3 separate regions of the Mus musculus genome follow, and all the other regions are linked to region 1. A link is a contact called in public HiChIP or PLAC-seq and promoter capture Hi-C data. All regions are on one chromosome and are shown on one strand. The core of a region is the stretch at or near the end of the contact, and the rest is flanking DNA. Distances in the headings are between cores, read along the strand shown.

Evidence for each region. HiChIP or PLAC-seq counts read pairs in DNA pulled down with a chosen protein or histone mark. Capture Hi-C pulls out chosen DNA fragments and counts their contacts.
Region 2: a promoter capture Hi-C map of adipose tissue shows a contact between it and region 1, with 4 times the contacts expected there. The contact joins the promoter of Tekt3 here to the promoter of Tvp23bos in region 1. A contact is called at or near these places in 13 of 39 promoter capture datasets (the 3T3-L1 cell line, the HPC-7 cell line, HPC-7-derived erythroid cells and 8 more), 6 of 484 Hi-C or Micro-C datasets (the BV-2 cell line, the G1E-ER4 cell line, bone marrow-derived macrophages and 2 more), 9 of 115 datasets of contacts at active chromatin or transcription factors (T-cell acute lymphoblastic leukemia, bone marrow-derived macrophages, craniofacial prominence and 5 more) and 3 of 9 other capture datasets (adipose tissue, bone marrow-derived macrophages and liver).
Region 3: a contact with region 1 is called in an H3K27ac HiChIP or PLAC-seq map of trophoblast stem cells, with 15 read pairs. The contact joins the enhancer-like site here to the promoter of Tvp23bos in region 1. A contact is called at or near these places in 20 of 39 promoter capture datasets (the 3T3-L1 cell line, the C10 cell line, the HPC-7 cell line and 12 more), 52 of 484 Hi-C or Micro-C datasets (the AML12 cell line, B cells, the Ba/F3 cell line and 35 more), 16 of 115 datasets of contacts at active chromatin or transcription factors (bone marrow-derived dendritic cells, bone marrow-derived macrophages, craniofacial prominence and 12 more) and 5 of 9 other capture datasets (adipose tissue, embryonic stem cells, liver and 2 more).

Annotation. Positions count from the first base shown.
Region 1 is chr11:62,920,110-62,924,043 of GRCm38.p6, reverse strand. It overlaps Tvp23bos (a long non-coding RNA gene), which reads left to right and starts at 1,413. Exons shown (of 3, transcript XR_388723.3): 1 at 1,413-2,808; 2 at 3,787-3,921.
Region 2 is chr11:63,060,105-63,064,040 of GRCm38.p6, reverse strand. It overlaps Tekt3 (tektin 3), which reads right to left and starts at 2,382. Exons shown (of 8, transcript NM_027660.1): 1 at 2,264-2,382.
Region 3 is chr11:63,113,054-63,116,700 of GRCm38.p6, reverse strand. The region is part of intron 2 of Gm36926 (a long non-coding RNA gene); the gene reads left to right. Among named protein-coding and RNA genes, the nearest start is that of Gm36926, 4.4 kb to the left of the region's middle. Within about 2 kb of position 1,535, at least 67 of the 459 cell types and tissues checked have an H3K27ac peak or open chromatin away from gene starts, as enhancers often do. A contact at or near this core is called in adipose tissue, adipose-derived mesenchymal stem cells, beige adipocytes and 4 more, where this site is marked.

The sequences.
Region 1 (3,934 bases), core at 164-2,663:
CGTGATATTGGTATATAATGGTTAGTGGGGGCGGTTGGCACAGGCCACCACCCTAAAAAGCTATCATTTCTTTGCATCACGAACATTCAAAATCCCCTGTGTTATTGTGAAATTAACTGCTGTCAGCCATACTTACTCTACTGTCCTACAGGACATGCTAAGCTATTCCTCCAACCCACTTAAGACCCTCGGCAAACTGTTTCACTTGACTTCTTGATCATCTTCCCTGAGCTTTCTCCAGGTGACAGTAGGTCACACAGAGAAATGAAAAGATGGCAGAGTGTTTCCAAAGGTCACCAATTGTGTGTGCACCTGCCTGCAGGAGGGCTTAAGTCACTCAAATACCACAGAGAGGAGACCCCAGATGTTCATACGTTATTAAAATGTTGAGCATTGACTTGTAAATGTGAACTTCTTCATCTTTCGATACATATTAAAACTTGAACACCCTAAGACAGAAAAATTAACAGATAACATCGCAAAATTTATTTTAACACGTTGGCTTAGTATAAAATGATCCTAAGATACATTTTATGGGCTTAACGGGGTAAAGTTTGTCTTTCTTTGCTTGGAGTTGCTTCTCTCATCCCTCTGAACAGGGGACCCTTCTGTCTCATCTCTCCCAGAACTTTGGTGTCCTCTTCAATCAAATGAAAGATGGAGACGAAGCCAGCCTTGAGGACTGGACAGCGAGCAGCACTCTGGTATCACAGAGGCTCTGATTAAGTTGCACAGAATGAAGTCTCACAAGGGAGGCTAGGAAATGTAGTTTAGCTTGTGTCTAAGAGGGAAAAGGTCATGGGGTTTGGGGAATAGACAGTTAACTCTGCCACAGAAAGTTAAGTCCCCTGCTCCCTCATATATCCTAAGAGAGTAGTTACATGTTTCCAAACCTACTTTGCTGTTTGGAAACTATCAGTCTAGAGGACCAGGCACAGACTAACACAGCCACCCACATTCCCTTTCCCATAAAGCAGAACTCCTTAAAGACAACCAGATTTGAGAAAAGGGGAGCTATTAACAACAGCAACCATTATCAAGTGTTTGTCCCGGGTAAGCAACTTAAATGTGTCAACTCAGCCCTCAAAACAACCCAATGGCATAGCTGCTATCATCATCCCATTTTTCCTATGAGGAAACTGAGGCTATGACAGCTTACACAACGGGCTCAAATTACCCAGCAGTGGACAAGATCTGACCTCTCACACTGGCTCCAGTCCGTGGTGCCAGTCACTACTTTGAGTTGACCCCAGAATGAACATGAACATGAAGCACTGCCAGCTCTTTGTAGACGTCTACATGAGGCTGAGCAGGAGGAGAGGAGAGGTGGGGCTGAGGGTGGCATGGCATGAGGGGGCTGACAGCAAGCCCGGAGCAGGAAGAGCCAGGAGGGCAGCTGGTAGGATTACAAGGGCAAGAAGATGGCAGTGGGCTCCAAGGTTAGGCTGGGGGCTCAGCTGTGTCACTCAGCAAGCCCTGCCAGGAGGATTCTAAGACCCTGCTGGTAGCTGTTGTATGTGAAAGCACCATTCCTGGTGGCCCATGTCCTTGATTAAATTCATGGAAATTAGACAGTCTGACAGGGTGGTTGTACTAGTAGTTAATTGTCCGTGGCTAAAACGAAACACCCATGATTGCATACCTTATTATGGAAAAAGATTTCTTTAGTTCAAGGTTTCACAAGTTCAATGACAAGATGGTAGCATCTAGTATAGGCTTCCTGGTGGGTGCTATGGTACTGGTGGACAAACCACACGGTGGCAGCCTTCTCACTAGGTAGAACCTAAAGTTTCCACATCACCTCCCAATACCGCTTACCAAGAATCAGACTCCCAACACCTGCTCCCGTGAAGGACAAAGGACACCCAGAGGCAGCTTAGCCCAGCCTGGTAGTTCTGTCTGGTAGCTCTCTGCACGGTCTCTTCAGTACCTCGGCATGGCCTCCCAGTGGACAGACACAACCCGGCCCAGCTCTCTCCCAGCTTAGCGGAATGGGTGTCTTTGTCCTTTGGTATCAGGAGTAAAAAGAAGAACCGGTCTGCAAACCCAAGACTGGTCCCCACTGACAGTCAGCTAGCTGCCTCCTTCCCAGATGGTATGTCCCCACTGTCTTTTGCTTGCTCTTCACACAGAATCTGCTAAGCACTAGGTGGCACGGTTGAGCAACCATTAAAAACTATTTCCGTCAAGGCCCAGGAGAAAAGGAAATTGAATTGGAAGTTGGAGGAGTGAGGGTTAGTGGCAGAGAAGGCCGATCGGTCCCTGGAATTCAACCTGCTCACAGCCTCCATAAGCACGGGTATGCTGTGCTCTAAGCCGATAGGGCTGCGTGCAGAGGAGGCGCCCTCAAGAGCAGATACCGCCAAGCCAGTGAGGAGGAGCCTGCTGGAGAAGGCTGGGAATCCCTTCCCACCATCCTATCAGAACCCTCTGGTTGTCGCTTGCTTCCTCCTCTCAACCATGTCGCCCTGTTCACCCAGAGCAGAAATGCTGGCAGCTGTCATGGACAAGTGAGATGAGGCACACGTCTCCAGGATGACCCACGGGCTTCTCTGCCTGTCGCTGCCATTTTCAACCCTCTTCCCCTCCCCGCTCTGTTTTCCTGTCTTCCTCTCTCCCTCCCTCCTTCTTCTTCTCTCCCCACCCCACTCTCTTCGAAGGAGAATTATATTCAGCTCTGTGGGTTGTTTTTAATGCATTCCAGATGCCAGAAGAAATCTTGGCCTGGGCTCAGCGTTCTTCTGACTTCAGGCCTCTCCCCCACCTACCTCCCTGTCTGACTCCCAAGGCCACACAAGGAAAAATCAGGTGGGCTAGCGCCATCTGCTGGCAGCTTCCAGAAGCTTAAGGAAGGCGGGAGGCGGTTAAGGTGGGGCAGGAATGGTTTCTTGTAACTGGCGTGATGTACTCGGTTGGAAAAATTCGGATTATCTGGGAGAAAATGGTGTGTAAATCAAAACGCTTCAACCCATGGACACTCCGGTAGTGGTTGTAGTGGTGGTGGTGGTGGTTCTTCGTAGTAGTCATCATCGTTGTCATCTCCTCCTCCTCCTCCTCCTCCTCCTCCTCCTCCTCCTCCTCCTCCTCCTCCTCCCCCACTCTGTCCTCCTTCTCCTCCCCTTCCTCCTCCTCCTCCTTTTCTTTTTCTTTTAAATTACAGTCTGGGACCCAGCCGGGTGGTTTTTAACATCACATTCTTTGAAAAACAGAGATTTTGGCGTCTCAGCTTGTGTTCCCTAAAGGAAGCTCGGGACTCTGTAAATTAACTTTTAAGTGACCGGTCTGGCAACACCTAGTCAGCAGGAAAATTTAAAGGAAAAAATCAGGAAATGAAAGCGCCCACTGTAGTTAAGGAAATGTTATTGGAAGGGTTTTCAGGGTGGTATGGAGGCTGTGAATATAGTGGGTTATGCCAGGTCTTGGAAATGGAATCAGATCTCTTGGCAGTTGGGGGAGAGAAGGGCTGGGGAGGTCATAAGACAGCCAGGAATGAAGTTCCAGTGCCAAGCAAGGAGGCCCAACCTGGGGCCCCATGAGTAGCATGAAAACCAGACCTGACAGCTGTATGAAGCCCAAGCACAGTCCAGGCTCCATCAAGGGAGACCTGGCTGAGCATCCAGGATGCTGAGACTGCCAGGAAGCCCAGAACCAGGGACTGAGGGGCCCTGTGGCATGTGACTCTACCAGCACAGGCTTCTCATGCAGACATCTACAGAAAGGACTGTTTCAACATGCAAAATGCTATGCCCCCTTTCTTCTGGCTAACGGCATCTTTGTCTTTGTCAGCTCCTGGTGTTTGGTGACACAGAAGGAGCAAGCAGGGCAGATCGAAGGCATAAGTGAAATCCTGTGGTTTCTGAACAGGCCAAGATTCACTTGAATAAGAAATGAAAAACCGAGAAGATCGTTGAAGAGCACAGGGTGAGCTTTCAGC
Region 2 (3,936 bases), core at 1,133-3,632, 140 kb before region 1:
AGGGGAGAGAAAGCAAAGAGAAACATCCACGAAACAGAAAAAGGATCCACGAAAAAAGCAAACCAATAAAACTGTCAATAAAATGAGCAAATTGGCCAGACTTACCAAAAGAAAGAGAAGGCAAATTAGGAAGGAAAGAGGAGTATTGTCACCCACGGTAACAGTGAGAAGGCTAATAAGGCAACAGTACTCCCAATGTTATGCTAACAGTGGACAGCTCAGGCCCAACAGACAGTTCAGAGAATAAAGGTACCTACAACCAACCCGGAGGAGTGAATTCAGGTCCAGGAACCCACACAGTGGAGAGAGAACTGACTCCTGCAAGCTACCCTCTGATGCATACCTCACTTGACAAAGACTCTGGATCACTTGGCCGATTGTGTCTTTTGCAGTGTTAGATCTCCAAATTCTAACTCAGGCACACTCCAAGCAAGTGTGAGCAACACTTGCTAAACTTGCTAACACTGTATTTGTCTTCTGTTTGCATGGAAATTCAATAAGGTCTTTGGGAAGACAGATAGAAGTAGGCATGGGGATCATGCCCTAGACCAGACCATGGCTTTTTGCTTTTTAAATGACATTCGGATACAGATGTGACGTGCATGCTTTTAATTCCAGTACTTAGAAGGCTGAGGCAGGTGGATTCCTATGAGTTTTGAGACCAGCCTGGTATACATAGCAAGTTTCAGGCCAGCCAGGGTTCCAATAAGTAAACATAAATAAATACATTATATTTTGTTACTAACAATAGAAAGGAGATGTGCTACAAAGTCAAACAGTGTTGGGCTTTATTCATTTAATGTGTGATCAACAGGTATTAACATACCGAAAGTGCTATAGTACTCGACTATAAATATTGATTTGCTAAAGATACAATGGACCCCACCAAGAATACAAATACTGGAAAGATCCATTTACAATTCAGAAGATGAGCTTGACTTGAATGGATGTATTTTCTCGGCATATTTTAGTCAAGACTTTAGGATCATAAATATTTAAAAGAGCAAAAACCTTTACAGAACATCCCCAGAAGACACAAGTCCAGAAACTGCATTACCTCGCTCCACGCCCTGCCTCAGATCAGTGGCAGGCACAGGCTTGACGGCTTCATAGACAGACCCACAGGACTAGAACCAGGTCCACTGGTTCCAGTAGCTAACCCAGGGTCAGATGGGACCAGAGATACATGTTAATAAATACCACACTTAGCTAGAGCTTCTCTTCATATCATATAAACATTTTGTCTTTTAAACAAACACCAAAATTAGAAGCCATGACTTGAATTTCAACATGAAACACTTCAGCTTTAAGGTTAAATAAGAACATGGAGAGACTTAATTATCTTTAAACAAACAAACAAATGCAAATGAATTCTTCCCCAGGGCAAGGGAAAGAAAACCCCTAGCTACTTTTACTGTCATACCTGTCTGCCCAGAGACACCCATATACAGAAACAATTAGAATGCCCAAGAATTACTCTCCAGTAGTTTTAAGGGAGCAAACTAAAAGAGCAGCTGTATAGGTGATGTAAGGTATATTCATAACACATTTGATGCAGATTGTCTGTTACATATCATTGCATACACTTAAAGCAGTACCTGTGTTGGCATCTGGATTAGATATATCATGATAAAAGTGTAGAATATGCAGAATATAAGGATATACTAAATTCTGGTAGGTGAGCACCCTGGGAAAAGAGGGCCACAAAGCAGGTCACGGTTGTCCTTGTAACCGTTTAAGGGGTGGACAGGGTGACTTGGCATACAGATGTTATTCACTGAATTATTGTGCGAAATATTTTGTTTATAAAAGGAATAGAATATTTTATTAGATTCATCAAATATTTTTACCTATCCATAACACAGCTTCCTTTCTTAATAACCAAGCAAAGAGTGTTTCTCCTTTCTCAAGTATTTGCTTATTACAACACTGTAAGTACCAGGGCAGTATTGAGAGACTTGGTTTTAACCGCCAAAAAAAAAAAAAAAGTCTCCAGAGACAGGGAGTACCAGAGGACACTAGCCTTGGTTTGAATTTCAGAAACAAGTCCTCCCCTAAGCTACCTGGAAGCCTAGGCTGAGAAAGCAGCCTTAGAGGAGGGATTGGGTTTCAGACACAAGCTATACTCTGAAAAAGCAGGTGAGAAACAGGATGGATGCCCCTTCCGTGGACCACAGGATGGGACAGCAGACCCGGGCTGCCTGGGGACCGAGGGTGAGACATCCCGCAGCCCTGGGGGCCAGGACTTTCCTAGATCACTCACCTGTGCTCGCTGTGGACCCTCAGCGGCCCTAGAGGCTGGCTCGCCCAGCCCCACTTGACATCAAACCTTGGACCACTCAACCGCAGCCAGGGTCCCTAGTAGGAAGCGGATTGGGTACCAGCAGGGAAGCCCTGCCCTAGGCGGTTGCTATGGACGCTCACGAGCGTAGTAACCGTGCAAGGATAGCGGGTGTTGGGAGACTAGAGCGTCCAGGAGGCACTGGAACTCCCTATCCATTCCAAGGCGCACCAGCTACCTTTGGGATCTTCCCTCTTTTAAGTTTTCAGTAAACACAAATAATATTTCTGTCGACACCGCCACATGTTTTACTTACAAGTCCATCACTGTCACATCCTTCCAAGACCTAATAAAATTTCTTTTACCAGGTGAGGGGGTTGGGGCAGTCATTGGCCTAGCCACACCCAGTGGTAGAGCATCCCTAAAATGCAGACCTAGAGGATTTAATACTCCTTGAGGTGGCATCCTAGCTGTGCCAGCCCTAACAATTCACACTGGTAACTGTTAAGAGGAAAGACACCCCCCCCCCCCCCAGTTAATCACTCTTGGTGTTCCTTGTGTGCCATTCCCAGGATGAGGCAGCTCCCAGGGGATCTTAACATGTGACAATAGGCATGCAGAGGGGAGTGGGTCGTCAGTTTTACCCATTTAGAAACTTGGTTATTGCAGAGGCTGGTGCCAACTGAAGTCATAAGAAGGTGAACAGGGACGGCTAGAGTGGTACCAGCAGGGTGCACATTAAGTGACTTTGGCTTTCTGACAATGAGCACAGAATGCTTGTCTCAAGAAGCCGGGGGTGGGTAACTACAGAGACCACCTGACGGTCCCATGCTTAGTCTGGATGCATGACTGGGTAAGCTACACAGAGGCTGTCATATCCCACGCAGGACTGCGTTGCTAGCCTTCTCTTTTTCCTGTTCTCCCTCCTGACAGCAACTCCTGATCCTGATTCGAGATGCCTTTCCAAGCAACCATCTCCCTCTCAAGTGTAGTAAACTTCTTTTTCTTGATTCTCGGGACTCAGGATGGGCTTCAGTGATGCCCCCAAGCTGCTGCCAACATGATATGTTACCTCTTGGGGCCTGAGAGTTGGAAATTTCTGAACCAAATTTAACGGAGATCTAGTGAAGATGGAGTCATCTTTCATGCTCTGTATTGTACCATCTTCAATATGATGTGGACTGAGCATTGGTCATCCAGTGTTTGATTTAGAAACAGGGGAAATCACAGCACAACCTGGTCTTTGAAGCAATGCATGAACATACAAGTGTTATAAACTTCCTGGTTAAATTGGGTTAAATTGATCAACTCTATTTACGGGGGGTAGGGGGGAAGCAATCAATTTAAAAACAAAACAAAACAAACAAAAACATATGTTAGATACCCTTGTATGATTGCCAAGTGTTTGCCAGAATTAAAAGGTAATTATCATCCTTGCACCTTATCGTGCTTGCCACAAAGTAGTTAAGCAACCAACATTTGTGGTTTGCATGCACACATGTGCTGCTTAGCAGAGGAGGATACTTACCAGAGGTTTGGACATAGAGAGGCAATGGAGCTGACTGAGACAACTTTGCCTAAAGAGAAGGCTGCTTGAGGCCAACTCTATAACTTCCTTCCTCTGTCCTACTGTCACCAGACTTCCTTTCTAGTCA
Region 3 (3,647 bases), core at 286-2,785, 190 kb before region 1:
CGTGGTATCCACACTTTGGTCTTTTGTGGGTTCCTTTCTTGGGGTGAGTGCGACTCTCCAGGAAAAGTCAGTCACATCTCTCTCTGAGGCATTAATGATGGGAAGGCAGTAGAACTCATCTTTCTCTTGCCTTATTCTGCTTCCTACTCAGAAGTCCACACTTTACACTGTGCCCAGTCAAGCAGTTTATATCATATTTCAGCAAAATCAACATCTCTGCATGTCACGGGCCTATGAGCTTCTCACTGATTGATGAGGCCGGGAATAACAAATGAGAGGCCTAGTTTTTCCGTTATGATCATCCTTCTATGTTATAAGCTTACGAATGACTGAGGCCTCTCTTATTGCTTTGGGGGTATGCTAAGTTATGGTGTGTGAAATAAAATAGGTGTTTGTTGAGTGAATGAATGAATGAATGAATGCACAGTTAGAAAAGTGACCCTCCAAGCCACCATGTATCCTGCAGTGTGCCTGTGTGGAGAAAGGCCGTACGGCAGCCATCCAGCATCATTTCCAATCATGATAGCTAGCTAGTGTCCATTCTTGCACTTAGATTCCTAGACCATGGTATAAGAAAGGGAAGAAGATTGGAGGAAGGAAGGAAAAGAACAAAAAAAGAAAAGAATGCAGCCAGTACTGTGGGGTATTTCAACTATGTTTCATTGGTAGGTCAAGAGGTCACTGGGGTATTTCAACTATGCCTCACTGATAGATAAAGAGATAATTGGGGTATTTCAACTATGCCCCATTGATAGGTCAAGAGTTCATTAGCTTCATCACTGTTATCCCCAGCGTCACCTCCAGTGTTTCCTGGATGTGGCTGCTATGGAGGCTATAGGCTTGGAGAACTTTCCAATAATACCCAAACAAAAGTCCTCCTTTGCCTCTCTATTTAAAAACTTAGGGTTCTGCCACTGAAGACTTACCTTCATTATATTATCACCAGTTCGGACAACAAGAAAATGAAGTTTGGAGTGTAGAGAACTCCCCTCCCCAAGTCTAGCAACAACGCCACAGGGCCTTAGCTTTCATCCCATAAGGCTAAAACACTATGGTGTTTGGTTTCTAGAACAGTAGATTTAGCATTTGACCAGCAACTGCCTGGATCACAGCCAGGACTTCAGATGAACTATTTGAAGGGCTCTGATGAAGCGCTGTGTGGCTGGCTATTTAGTCATGTTCAAAATATCTGAGGGCCTGAACTATGTTTATCCAGACCTGGCCATTCCTGCTCCCAAAGCGACTTTCCTGGAGCACCCTGCAGGCCTAGTCTCTGCCAGAGAATGTTCCTCTCAAGTCAGAAAAAGAGCCTGGTTGGACTCTGTATGCGCAGCTGATGGGAAGGAGGCCCTGCAGCTCACAGCTTGCAGTCAGGGCCATGGGAATGTGGGAATACACAGCTTTCTCTCCAATGCTTATAAACACTCCATTCATCACACAGCTCTCCCAAAACATGCATGCAATACTGTGACCACATGAATTCCATGGATGTCCAGCCTGCCTTCTGGACAAGCCTGGGTTGCGACATCTGGCTTCTACTGCTGCTTGCTTAGCCACAAATTCCAGCCACAGGCTGCTTGTGGTTCTGTGTCCCAGCCCTGGTCTCAGCACACACAGGAGCACAAGGATCTATGACAAATGGCAGTGGTTGCAGTACAGGTTTCCCCCCTGGAGGCAAGGGATGGCTGGGGAATTCAAAGCCATGTGACTCCTCGGGCAGACCGTTTCATGTCTAGTTATTGTCTTAAGAAGTCCCACTTACAAGCTCGGTGCTACACCTTTCGGCTTATATTCTTCTTAGAAGCTCAATGTTACACCTTTTGGCTTGTGTTCCTCTTTGCTTCCTCACAGCTTTCACAAAAGCCTGCTCTAAGCATCTCACAGCCCTGTTGTAAGATATCAAAGTAATGATCATTTTCCATAGACCTGTGTCAGTCTTCTGGGGCCAACAGACTGGGTGGGGTGGCTCAAATAACAGGAATTTACTTTCTTATAATCTATATTGTAAGAGTATAATCTATATTCCAGACCCAAGGTGTCACTGGGTTGCTTTCTTCTGGGACACCTTCTCAGGACTTTTCTCCTTGTTTAAGTCATTCATTTCAGTTGGCCAAAAGCCCTTCACGGCCTCCTGTCAGATTTGTCATCTTTACTTTAAATACCCTATCTCCAAACTCAGTCACATTCGGTGGGACTGGCAGCCAGACCTTCATCATACGAACTCTGAGGCTGATGCACCTCAGCCTCTACCCCCTTCACAGGAAAAGGTAGTACAGCCTTGGCAATTAAAGTGCAACCAAATTCCCGCTCCCCCCGCCCTCAGTCCCAATGTGATTCACTCTCCGTTCAAAGAAGCCTGGAGCCTCTGGTTTTCAAGGGGGCTTTTATTAGACTGGCTTAGAGGATTGGAGGCTGGGTAATCAGCTGACTGCCTGCATAGTGGAGATGCAGAGAATTGGTAGCTGCTCAGGTCAAGAGCTCCATCTCTGAATGGGGAGGAGCCATGCTGCGGCCACTCTGTGAGGCTGAAGGCCTGGAAACTCCCTAGACATTTACTAGTGGGAAACTGATGACGAATCTGGAGTCTAATGAAAAAGCTGGAGTCTGATGAAGAAGCTGGAGTCTGGATGTCCACATGTGATGGCAGCAGCAATAGGTACCCTGGAATAATGGCGACCACACGGACTGCCTGGTGTCTTCCACTTCCCATTTTGTTCCACCTTCTGGTTTCCTGTTGCTCGTAAGGATTCTGTTTCCCTGTGGCCTATCTCAGAGTCAAATGTCCTTTTGCCAAACCTCATCCCATGCCTCTCATTCTGTTGCCTGCTGCCCAGCCCTTCTTCCCAGAGACCCACCACAAGCAGAGCATCTTCCCGGAGCCATGCATGCTTCCAGCAGTGTCTCCTCAAGACAAATTCAGAAAGTTTAGAATAACCTGCCCATATGGTCCCCATATCCTGCTACTCATGTCCTCTCTCCCTCCCTTCCCCTAACCCTGCATTCTGGGCATCTAAGAAACCCACCAGATACTCCAAAGGTCTTTCTCTACAGGACCACTCTTGGGATGAGGAATCTAGTCCTCCCAAATTTTCCTTCCCTTGGCAGTCCCTCATTAGTTACCAAGGTTCCATCCTCCTCTTCTGTGTAGGATGGGCTGTGGGATGAAATGTGTTGCCCACAGTTTATAAGTATGGCCTTAACCTTTAGTCCCCCATATTTTCCCGTAACTCTATCTCCCTTTCCTAGTTTCTCAGTATCATTTGAGGGTCACCTCCCATTTAAGCTTCGTCTGACTCAAAGGCACAAGTGTATGCTCCTCAGCATGGTTTGCTGCTGGGTGTAATCATTTGTTCTCCCATCCATGCCATTTCTTGAATGGAACATCTCTTTTCTTGAGTGGCACACTTCCATTCTGGTCTTCTAAGCTGTTGCTCCCATGACTCCAAGAGCACAGGGCAGCCCTGTTTCCTCTTCATCCCACCACTGACTGCCTAGAATAGTGTCTGGACTTCTAGGCGAAATACAAATTTATGTAAACTTATGTAAATATAAGATTAATATAAGAGATAAGATTGGTTGTCCCTTCAAATTTGTGGATTTTGTTTTGTGGCTTTTTATTTTGTTTATTTTTATTATTTGGTAGTTTT